2 separate regions of the Capra hircus genome follow, and region 2 is linked to region 1. A link is a contact called in public Hi-C data. All regions are on one chromosome and are shown on one strand. The core of a region is the stretch at or near the end of the contact, and the rest is flanking DNA. Distances in the headings are between cores, read along the strand shown. Region 1 overlaps DLGAP1 (disks large-associated protein 1). Region 2 overlaps DLGAP1 (disks large-associated protein 1).

Region 1 (4,930 bases), core at 617-3,116:
GCTCTGAGTAAGAATCATTTGACCGGTAACTCAGGTGAGTCACCACCTTCATAGAACTGGGCACAAAGGTTCCAGGCAGGATGTTGAGAACGCCCAGTTTACTAATTTGCCAGGTGGGGCCGTTGCTTCTAGCAGGGAATGCCTTCAGGAGTTCACGGCTCATTTTCTCAGCCTCTCCAACAGGTGCTACTGAGTCATCCACGCACACAAGTGACTGCCCTGGCAGTGTCATCTGTTAGGATTAAACTTCCATTTGTTCCATGACTTTATGAAGCGATTTCTAACCACTGAATCAGATATACCACTTCCTCTAGGGCCTAGGGATTTTGTTTTTTCCTATTTTAATGTCTGTAACATTTTGTGTAGTTTTCAAAATTTGTCTTCCTGGGTTGAATGGACTGCTGACAGGAGGGGAAGGTTTGGGGCTCAAGGTCAGGGTTACAGAATGAAGTAAAGTTTCCTGTTTGGGCAGCTGGTCCCCCATTTCCTCAGGCTCCAGCAGACTGAGTCTTGGAAGACAAGAAGCCTGGGAAGCCTGGGGTGAGGATGGTGTCCGGAGTGGAGGACAGTTTTCTATTAAGCTTCTCACCACCCAGCTTTCCTTTCTTGTTAGAAGTCACTTCTCAGCAACACTTGCCTATATTCTCTGTTAGCTGAATTTTTTCCCCTCCCAGACTAAGACAGTAATTAGTTAAGGATGTAAGGATCACAAGGTCAGGCATTGTTGTCTGCGGTTCATGACGACCTCAGTACTTGGATCATGCATGGTGCATAGTGGAATGGTGGTACATACTTGTTACCTGAAGGAAGGGACAGGGATGAGAAGGGACTTCCTGGAGAAGAAGAAAAAGGGACTAATAATCAGGAAAGCAAGGTCACGAGGATAGAAAGAAAAATGAATACTCAGCAAAGCCAGTCTGTGACCTTGGATGTTGTGACACAACCTCCTGTCACCGATACCCGTTTCTCTTTGGCCTTGGTTGAGTGCTGGCCAAGTCCAGCTGTGACTGGCTGACTTTTGACATCGAGTTAATACTGTGAGTGCCCCACCTCTATCAGCTGGAAGCAGTGAGTCCTGTGGATTATCTTCTGAACTTCCTCCACCCTTTCTGCTGGGCTCTACCCAGGGGCACAAGTAGATGGCTGTGGGAGGTACCACATGTTCACTGCCCTTGCCCCAGGCAGCTGCCTTTCCCCCTCGGCTCCTTCCATTCCTTTTACTCTTTCTTGTTGTTCAGTCCCTAAGTCCTGTCTGACTCTGTCTGCAGCACGACAGCCTTCCCTGCCCTTCACTATCTCCCAGAATCTGCTCAAACTCATGTCCATTGAGTCTGTGATACCATCCAACCATCTCATCCTCTGTCGTCCCCTTCTCCTCCTGCCCTCAGTCTTTTCCAATGAGTCAGCTCTTTGCATCAGGTGGCCAAAGTATTGGAGCTTCAGCATCCATGAATATTCAGGGTTGATTTCCTTTAGGATTGACTGGTTGGATCTCCTTGCAGTCCAAGGGACTCTCAAGAGTCTTCTCAGTTTATTCTTTGGCTCCTCATACTCCTGGTCTCATTTCATAAGAGCTAGTGTCACATGTACCATGGGGCCTGGAAAGCAAGAGACACCACCATCCAAACAGCCCAGCAGGACTCTCTGCCGTGGGGTTGTGTCTGGGCCATACAGCAGACCTCAGGGACGCCAACCCCCGCTGGAGAGAGTGACTGATGGGCACCAAGTGGGGGTAGGGTCTCAGGCACACACTGCCAGCTGGTCTCCCTCGAAACAGTGAGCTGGCCATGCAGAGTGAGTGACCTGTGTCCAAACCAAGTGAGGTCAGGCTGAGTGAAACTTGTGGTTGAATTGATCAGGAACCTCTGCTCACTGGCCAACTCTCTGGACTCCGGAGAGAAGGCAGAACTTGTGATGCTGCTGCCCTGTGGACACAGTGTCTGGTGGAAGGGCTCCGCCTGGAGCAGAAGTTTTGCTCCAGACAAACCTGGGGAGACAGGCGGGATGTGCGAGGAAGCAAAGGAGCAAGAAACTGCCTCCAGCTCGCCTTCTTGTGGGCTGGAGCACAATGAGGAGGAATGATTACTTGTGTCTGCAAAGCAGGGCATGTGAGGGCCTGGTCTGTGCAGTGAGGCAGCTAATTATTCATCCGGCTCCTTTCCTCCTTCCTCCCTGGAACCCCCTTCCTCAAAGGAAAACCAGGAAAGACTGTGGGTTAAATTGTGGAATACCATCTACCAGCTCACTGGGCCCAGACAGAACGCCAGCGGCCCCTTACTGACTCCCAGATGACAGGATCAGCCTTCAAACGACACCTCATTATCCAGCCGTGTCACTGACAGATGAGGACACAGGTCCAGAGAATTTGGCCAGGCCCCAACCTCCCCCCCAACCCCTTCTCTCTCTGTGCGCACAACACAGCAAACACCGTCAGCCTTTGCAGTGGGGGCGTAAAGGGCCACTTACAGACTGCATTTCCATTTCCACTCTTCAGTGGGGTTTGGTCATTGCCACCATTGAGTAATATCCAAGGAACCCTCCCACGCTGTTGGTGGGAATGCAAATTGGTACAGCCACTATGAAGAACAGTGTGGAAGTTCCTTAAAATACTAAAAACAGAACAGTCATTTGATCCTGTAATCTCACTCCTGGCCATATATCCGGAGAAAGCCATTAAAATAAAAAAGATACACACACCCCATTATTCCTTGCAGCACTTTTTAAAACAGCCAAGATGCAGAAGCAACCTAAATACCACTGACAAAAGGAATAGATACGAAGATGTGTATACACACACACACACACACACACATATACACACAATGGAATATTACTCAGTCGTGAAAAAGAACAAAATAATGCCATTTGCAGCAACATGGATGGACCTAGATATTATCATCCTAAGTGAATTAAGTCAGGGAAAGAGAATATCACGTGATATATAGCTTATATATGGAATCGAATTTCTTTTTCTTTTTTTGGCCATGCCATGCAGCTTGTGGGATCTTAGTTCCCTGACCAGGGATGGAACCTGGGCCCATCTGCATTGAAAGTGCAGAGTCTTAACCACTGAATGGCCAGAGTGTTCCCTGTGGCGTCTAGTTTTTAAAAAACGACACAAATGAACTTGTTTACAAAACAGAAACAGACTTACAGATATCGAAAACAAACCTAGGGTTGCTAAAGGGGAAACATGGTGGGATGCACACTTCCCCGCCTTGGGTCTGATTGGAACCTGGGTTCTTCCCGTCTAAGTCTCCTTTCTCTTCTGTTAAGTGAAGTCACTCAGTCGTGTTCAACTCTTTGCGACCCCATGGACTGTAGCCTACCAGGCTCCTCTGTCCATGGGATTCTCCAGGCAAGAGTACTGGAGTGGGTTGCTTCTCCAGGAGATCTTCCCAACCCAGGGATCGAACCCAGGTCTCCCGCATTGCGGGCAGATGCTTTACCATCTGAGCCACCAGGGAAGACTCCTCTTCTGTTAAAGAGCTTCCTATACTTGGGTCCATAAGCGTCTCCGTTGAACCTTCACGAGCACAGTGACCAAAAGCCCTTTTCTGAATCTCTTGGTCAAACGTGCTTGGAATTTGTAAGTTCTTGGATTGTAGAAACTGATAAGTGTGACACACCCTGGGAGCATGCGGACGCTAAGGCATCTGTCTGCTGCTGCTAAGTCACTTCAGTCATGTCTGACTCTGTGCGACCCCATAGAAGGCAGCCCACCAGGCTCCCCCATCCCTGGGATTCTCCAGGCAAGAACATTGGAGTGGGTTGCCATTTCCTTCTCCAATGCAGGAAAGTGAAAAATGAAAGGGAAGTCACTCAGTCGTGTCCTACTCTTAGCGACCCCATGGACTACAGCCCACCAGGCTCCTCTGTCCATGGGATTTTCCAGGCAAGAGTACTGGAGTGGGGTGCCATTGCCTTCTCCGGTCTGTCTGCTGGAAGAGATGAAATAGTCACGCTGCAAGTAGCTGCCAGGTCAGGTTTTGGTCTCTGGTTTTCAGAACCTCTGAAGGCTTCTAGTGGCTCAGTAGTAAAGAATCCACCTGTCAATGCAAGAGACACAGGAGACTCAGGTTTGATCCTTCGGTCGGAAAGATCCCCTGGAGAAGGAAATGGAGAATTCCATTAACAGAGAAGCCTGGCAGGCTATAGCCCATGGGGTTGCAGAGTCACTGAAGGATGGTGGCCACGACTACAGGTGCCTCGGGCATCAGAGCCTCCTTCTCCCAGGTTTGTCTGGCCCTGGATAGAACTCTGTCCCAGTCCGACCCAGGAGGATGGGTAGTGACTGGGCGGTGGTGGGCTTGCTCTGGTGGGCGGGCAAGGTTTCTATATCTTAAAGGAAAAGAGGAATCAAAGATCAAATTCAGTAATACTTCTAACAACCTCTCTCTTTCCTTCACCGTGTGGAGTTCTGGATGTTTGTTGGTTTGTCACTGTGTGTGTTTTCACATGCTGTCCTTAGAAACATCTTTTTTTAAAAAATAATGGTAATAGATGCTAAGTTGCTTCAGTCGTGTCCCACTCTTTATGACCCCATGGACTGTACCTGCGGGGCTTCTCTGTCCACGAGATTCTCCAGGCGAGAATACTGCAGTGGGTTGCCATTCCCTTCTCCAGGGGATCTTCCCGACCCAGGAATCGAACCCTCGTCTCCTGCATTGGCAGGAGGGTTCTTCACCATTAGCGCCACCTGGGAAGGGGGACTAATAGCGGGTTTTAACTGGCATCTTTCTACAGTGCGGAATGTTATCTTCATATTTTCACTTCCATGCATTGGAGGAAATGGCAACCCACTCCAGTGTTTTGGCCTGGAGAATCCCAGGGACGGGGGAGCCTGGTGGGCTGCTGTCTATGGGGTCCCACAGAGTTAGACACGACTGAAGCGACTTAGCAGCAGCAGCAGTAGTCTGATGTGTCCTTG
Region 2 (4,930 bases), core at 1,265-3,764, 41 kb after region 1:
AGCTAAATAAAAAAAATAAAATTCAGATTCTTTTCTTCTGTACCCTCTGCAGCATCTTCTGAGATTTGCAAGTGGCTCTTGAAAGAAATTTATCAGATGATAATCCGCCACTTTTTTTTTTGGTACATAAGTTTTCATGTGAGTGACTGTTTCACACCCATTTTTTTCAGAACAAACTCAAATATCTCCTGTGTTGTAAAACCTTTCCTGGAATCTGCTCCCTGTTTTGTACAAACCTCAAGTTTCCCACCTTTCTGCCGTCATGTTTCTTTCTCTGATAGAAACTTGAAATCAAGGATTACACCTGATTTGTTTGTATTCACCGTGACCAGCAAGGTGCCTGGCAGCCAGTATATGTCAACAAAAAGTGTGTTGTTTGTTGGTTGCATGTAACAATGCTGCTCACAAAAGGATCAACTGCACTTCCTAATCAACAGCAACTGAATATCACTATGCCCACAGAGTTGGAGGAAGGAGAACGGTCCTTGCACAGGCACAGTGTCCAATTATGGAGGAGAATGGTTAGAATAACCTAAGATTAGACTATCTGTACCTCTAATAAATGGCTTCCCTGGTGGCTCAGAGGGTAAAGCGTCTGCCTCCAATGCAGGAGACCCGGGTTCGATTCCTGGGTCGGGAAGATCCCCTGGAGAAGGAAATGGCAATCCACTCCAGTATTCTTGCCTGGAGAATCCCATGGACGGAGAAGCCTAGTAGGTTACAGTCCACGGGGTTGCAAAGAGTCGGACACGACTGAGCGACTTCACTTTCACCTCTAATAATCTACAAAAAATCATTCAAACTTCTGTTTCTTCCCCCGATGAACCTCTGCTCGAGAAAGATCATGAGCATATTCATTGTCACCAATTTAATAACAAGTTTCTTGGGGCAGACATTTCTAGGAGTAAGTGCAGTTTCTGAATGATGTTCTTGAAGATGCGGAGGCATGTTGACTGAGGCCATTGTCTGTCCCTGAACTGAGAGACAATGAACAGATCTGGGGTCTAGGGCAGGTTATGGGTATTGAGGGGCAGTCTATTTAAAGGAATAGGAACTGTGAATCAAGGGTGCCTCTGCTTGAGTATGATGTATACATAGATGTCACCTTAGGGCAGAGAAATGATCAGATCTGAAGATTCTATTATATTAGGATGGGTGGAGAGGATGATGCTATTAGCAAGACTGCTTTTTAGGTTATAATACTGTCATATTAATACTAATCCATAAAAGCTCCTTGAAGTCATTTATTATGCTTTTATTTAGTTAAAATAAAAAAATTTCAAGGAAGGAGGCCCTTGTAACAGAGGCACAATTCATGGTTGTTAAAAGCTTGTGTTTTTTTTTTTTTTTTAATTATTACATGCTAATGACTTTACTTTTTATTGGTTTTGGCCTCACTCTGAAGCTTGCAAGATCCCCTGACCAGGGATAGAACCCAGCTCCCCCACCCAGTGGAAACGTGGAGTCCTTACCACTGGACTGCCAGGGAATTCCCAAGAGCTGGAATTTTGGAGTCAAACTGAATAGGTACAAATATTGACTGGGTCACTGACCAGCCACTTGACCTGGGAAAAGCCTCTAAACTTTTCTGTGTCTCAGTTTCCTCAATGATCGAAACGAGGCTGGTGCTGGTAAACATCTCTAGTGTTTACTGCTGAGGAGGACCATGTGAATTTCCCATTATGAGCAGCTAAGGGGAGATAAAAAAAAAAAAAAAATTCTTACTGTTGAAGAAATCCATTCTATGAGACATCATTCATGCCCTACTTTTTGCGGCCCTGTGGACTCTAGCCCACCAGGCTCTTCCCTCCATGGTATTCTTGCAGACAAGAAGACTGGAGTGGGTAGTCTTTCCTTTCTCCAGAGGATCTTCCTGACCCAGGGATCAGGCCCAGATCTCCTGCACTGCAGGTCTCTTCTTACCCATTTGAGCCACCAGGGAAGCCCCTGAGACATCATTAAAACCCCCAAATACAAAGGAATATACTAGGTAACAGAACTGTAATAGAGCACAGCTAAGGGCTTCAAGGTAGTTGCTCTGCACCACCTACTCTGTTACCAGGCAAACAGGTACCATTAGTGGTCTTGCTCAGCCATTGGTCAGTGCTGCAGTGGGCCCTTCCCCCAAGTGACCAACTGACAGTGAGTTGCCGTTAGTGGCCCTGCTCAGCCATTGGTCAGTGCTGCAGTTGGCCCCACCCACAAACAAGCAACTGTCCATAGATGACTGTTAGTGGCCCACGCAGCCAAAGGTTGGTGGAGCAGTGGTTGCCATGTGGAGAATCAGGTAAGAGGCAGATCCTCTCTTTCTCCCTGGGGGGCCACCAGTTCACCTGGCCTTGGGCCAGTGGGTGAGCTGGGGGCCCAGGGAACAGGCCCCAGGGGGCTGGGTCCTGCAGAGCTCCAGAGCCCTCACCAGGGTCACCCACTTGTGAGCCCAGGCCTTGAGGCAGTGGTGAACCTCTCTCCCCCAGCCCTGCCTCTGTGACCTAATGGCAGTGGCCGCCTGTATAGGTCACAGTCTGAGGGACCTGCCCCCACTGTGCAGGCGGCCTGAGGAGCCTGAGGGCCAGTTGGGTCCTGGGCTTCTGGCTCCCTCAGTGATAGCAGCTGGGCAGGCTCTGGGGACCCAGCCCTGAGGACACCACCAGCTGAGCTCTGCCTCCTCTCAGCCAGGACTGGGCCTCAGAAGGGTAAAGTTGTGTCTGGGGACTGTGTCCTTTCTTGTCAGAACAGAGAATAACATTTGTTTGGTGGAGGTTTACAGAAACATTGTTACCTGACCAGGAAAATGAGTGTTAGTCACTCAGTGGTGTCGACTTTTTGTGACCCCATGGACTGTAGCCTGCCAGGCTCCTCTGTCCATGGAATTCTCCAGGCAAGAATACTGGAGTGGAGTGCCATTCCCTTCTCTGGGGGATCTTCCCAACCCAGGAATTGAACCCTGGTGTCCTGCATTGCAGGCAGATTCTTTATCATCTGAGCCACCAGGGAAGCCCAGTAAGAGGGTATATAAGCCTCAAATTCTAATACCTCCTTGAGTGATATTTTCCTGTGAATTCCCAGAGGCACTTGAATTAAAATTGTGTTTTTCCCCCCAGCTAATCTGTCTTTGGTCAGTTTAATTTGCAGGCCTCCAAGAACAGAGCATAAGAGGGTAGAGGGGAAATATTTCCTCCCCAACACATTCCTATATGACTTTGGCCAAATATTGTACTGTACTATGCTAAATCTCTACAAGGTGCCTCAGAACTAGCTTGGCACCTTGCTTCAGAATATCCTCAGTTTACGGAGCTGTGGCAAACTTAAGTCCACCATAAATGAGCAATAGAATGCCCCATGTAATATTTGATGTGTTAGTATTTGCAGAGCATCTTTGAACAATGGCTGACAAATACAAGTTCTAGATAAGTGTTTGTTATTAATAGATAAAAATATTCACTTCATCGTACAATCCTAATCTTTAAGACAAAGTCATGCAGACTTGTTCTAGGGTTCCAAGCCTGCTAGATACCTATTTTGTCTTGCACTGCATCTTTATAACCTTGCACATATGATGATGTGTAAACAGTGAATACTGTTAAGAAAGCTAAAACTTTTAATTGTTGGAATAAGATAATCATTGTGAGTTCATTTTAGCTAACCCTTCTGTCTTCTCAAGTGTAACTGAGAATGTCATTTTTAAACATGTGCAAGGCATATTCAGACTTATACAAAGGGGACCAGGGGGATTACTGGAGAGATAAATGGTGGTAATAACCACTAACAATGGTGTGAAATTATGCATCCTGGGGGAGCCTGGAAATGTATATTCTTTTTCAGAAGGAGATGAGACTTAGAAAATTGGGTCTCTAATGTGATTTCTAAAGGCAGATGACCATCAGTGAGCAAAATGGGGCTTCTGGGGAATTCCAGTGCATTCCAAGCAAACCTAGCAACTGATAGCTTCCTGGACAGCTGTTTCTTCCATCTATTCCCCCAATTCTTTTTGTTAGTTGTCAGCTAAATCTTTATGTGAATGTAACAGCCACTCTGCAGAAACAAATTTGTCTTAGAGGTTTTCATTTTCATCTGGCAAATGATGTGCAAAAATTCTGACTGTCATTCTCAAAGCCTACAGTGAAAATGCAAGGGTAGAATTTCTACAAATGCAATCAAGCATAACATTGTGTTAGGTTTAGGAGATATTTCTAAGTCATTTCTATTTCAATGTTTCCAAATGTATAGGACAATTCTGCTTAAATTTACCATGTGTGCGTGCTAAGTCACTTCAATCGTGTCCGACTCTTAAGTTGCTTGAATCGTGTCCGACTCTTTGTGACCCTACGGACTGTAGCCCGCCAGGCTCTTCTATCCATGGAATTCTCCAGGCAAGAATACTGGAATGGGTTGCCATGCTCTCCTCCAGGGGATATTCCTGACCCAGGGATCAAACCCACATTGGCAGGTAGGTTCTTTACCACTAGCATCACCTGGGACACCCTATATTAACCATATCCTAAATTAATAATTGACAACTGTCAAGTAAGCATGTGTGTGTGTGCACGCATGAGCGTGTTCTCTCAGTTGTGTCTGACTCTTTTATGACCCCATGGACTGTAGCCCACCAAGTTCCTCTGTCCATGGAATTTTCCTGGCAAGAATAAAGCTTATTGGTCTATAAATAACCTAACATTAATGTTTCCATAACTAAGCACATTGAGATCAGGTCAGTCTGTTAGTTTTATGTTATTATTATTATTTTTAATCAAGACTATCTATGTATGTATATATGTATGGCTGAGTCCCTTCAGTATTCACCTGAAACTATCACAACATTGTTAATTGGCTATACCCAATACAAAATAAACAGTTAAAAAAAAAAAGAATATCTATGTATGGTGACAAAAGTTGACTAGACTTATCGAGGTGATAATTCTACAATATAAAC

The links. A called contact is a pair of places that touch in the nucleus more often than the background predicts.
Region 2: a contact with region 1 is called in a Hi-C map of liver, with 5 times the contacts expected there. The contact joins two enhancer-like sites. A contact is called at or near these places in 2 of 5 Hi-C or Micro-C datasets (blood and liver).

The regions. Positions count from the first base shown.
Region 1 is chr24:38,013,890-38,018,819 of ARS1.2, forward strand. All of the region lies in intron 4 of DLGAP1 (disks large-associated protein 1), which reads right to left. All of the region lies in intron 1 of LOC108633798 (a long non-coding RNA gene), which reads left to right. Among named protein-coding and RNA genes, the nearest start is that of TGIF1, 120 kb to the left of the region's middle. Within about 2 kb of position 1,867, at least 1 of the 5 cell types and tissues checked has an H3K27ac peak or open chromatin away from gene starts, as enhancers often do.
Region 2 is chr24:38,054,232-38,059,161 of ARS1.2, forward strand. The region is part of intron 4 of DLGAP1 (disks large-associated protein 1); the gene reads right to left. Among named protein-coding and RNA genes, the nearest start is that of TGIF1, 160 kb to the left of the region's middle. Within about 2 kb of position 2,515, at least 1 of the 5 cell types and tissues checked has an H3K27ac peak or open chromatin away from gene starts, as enhancers often do.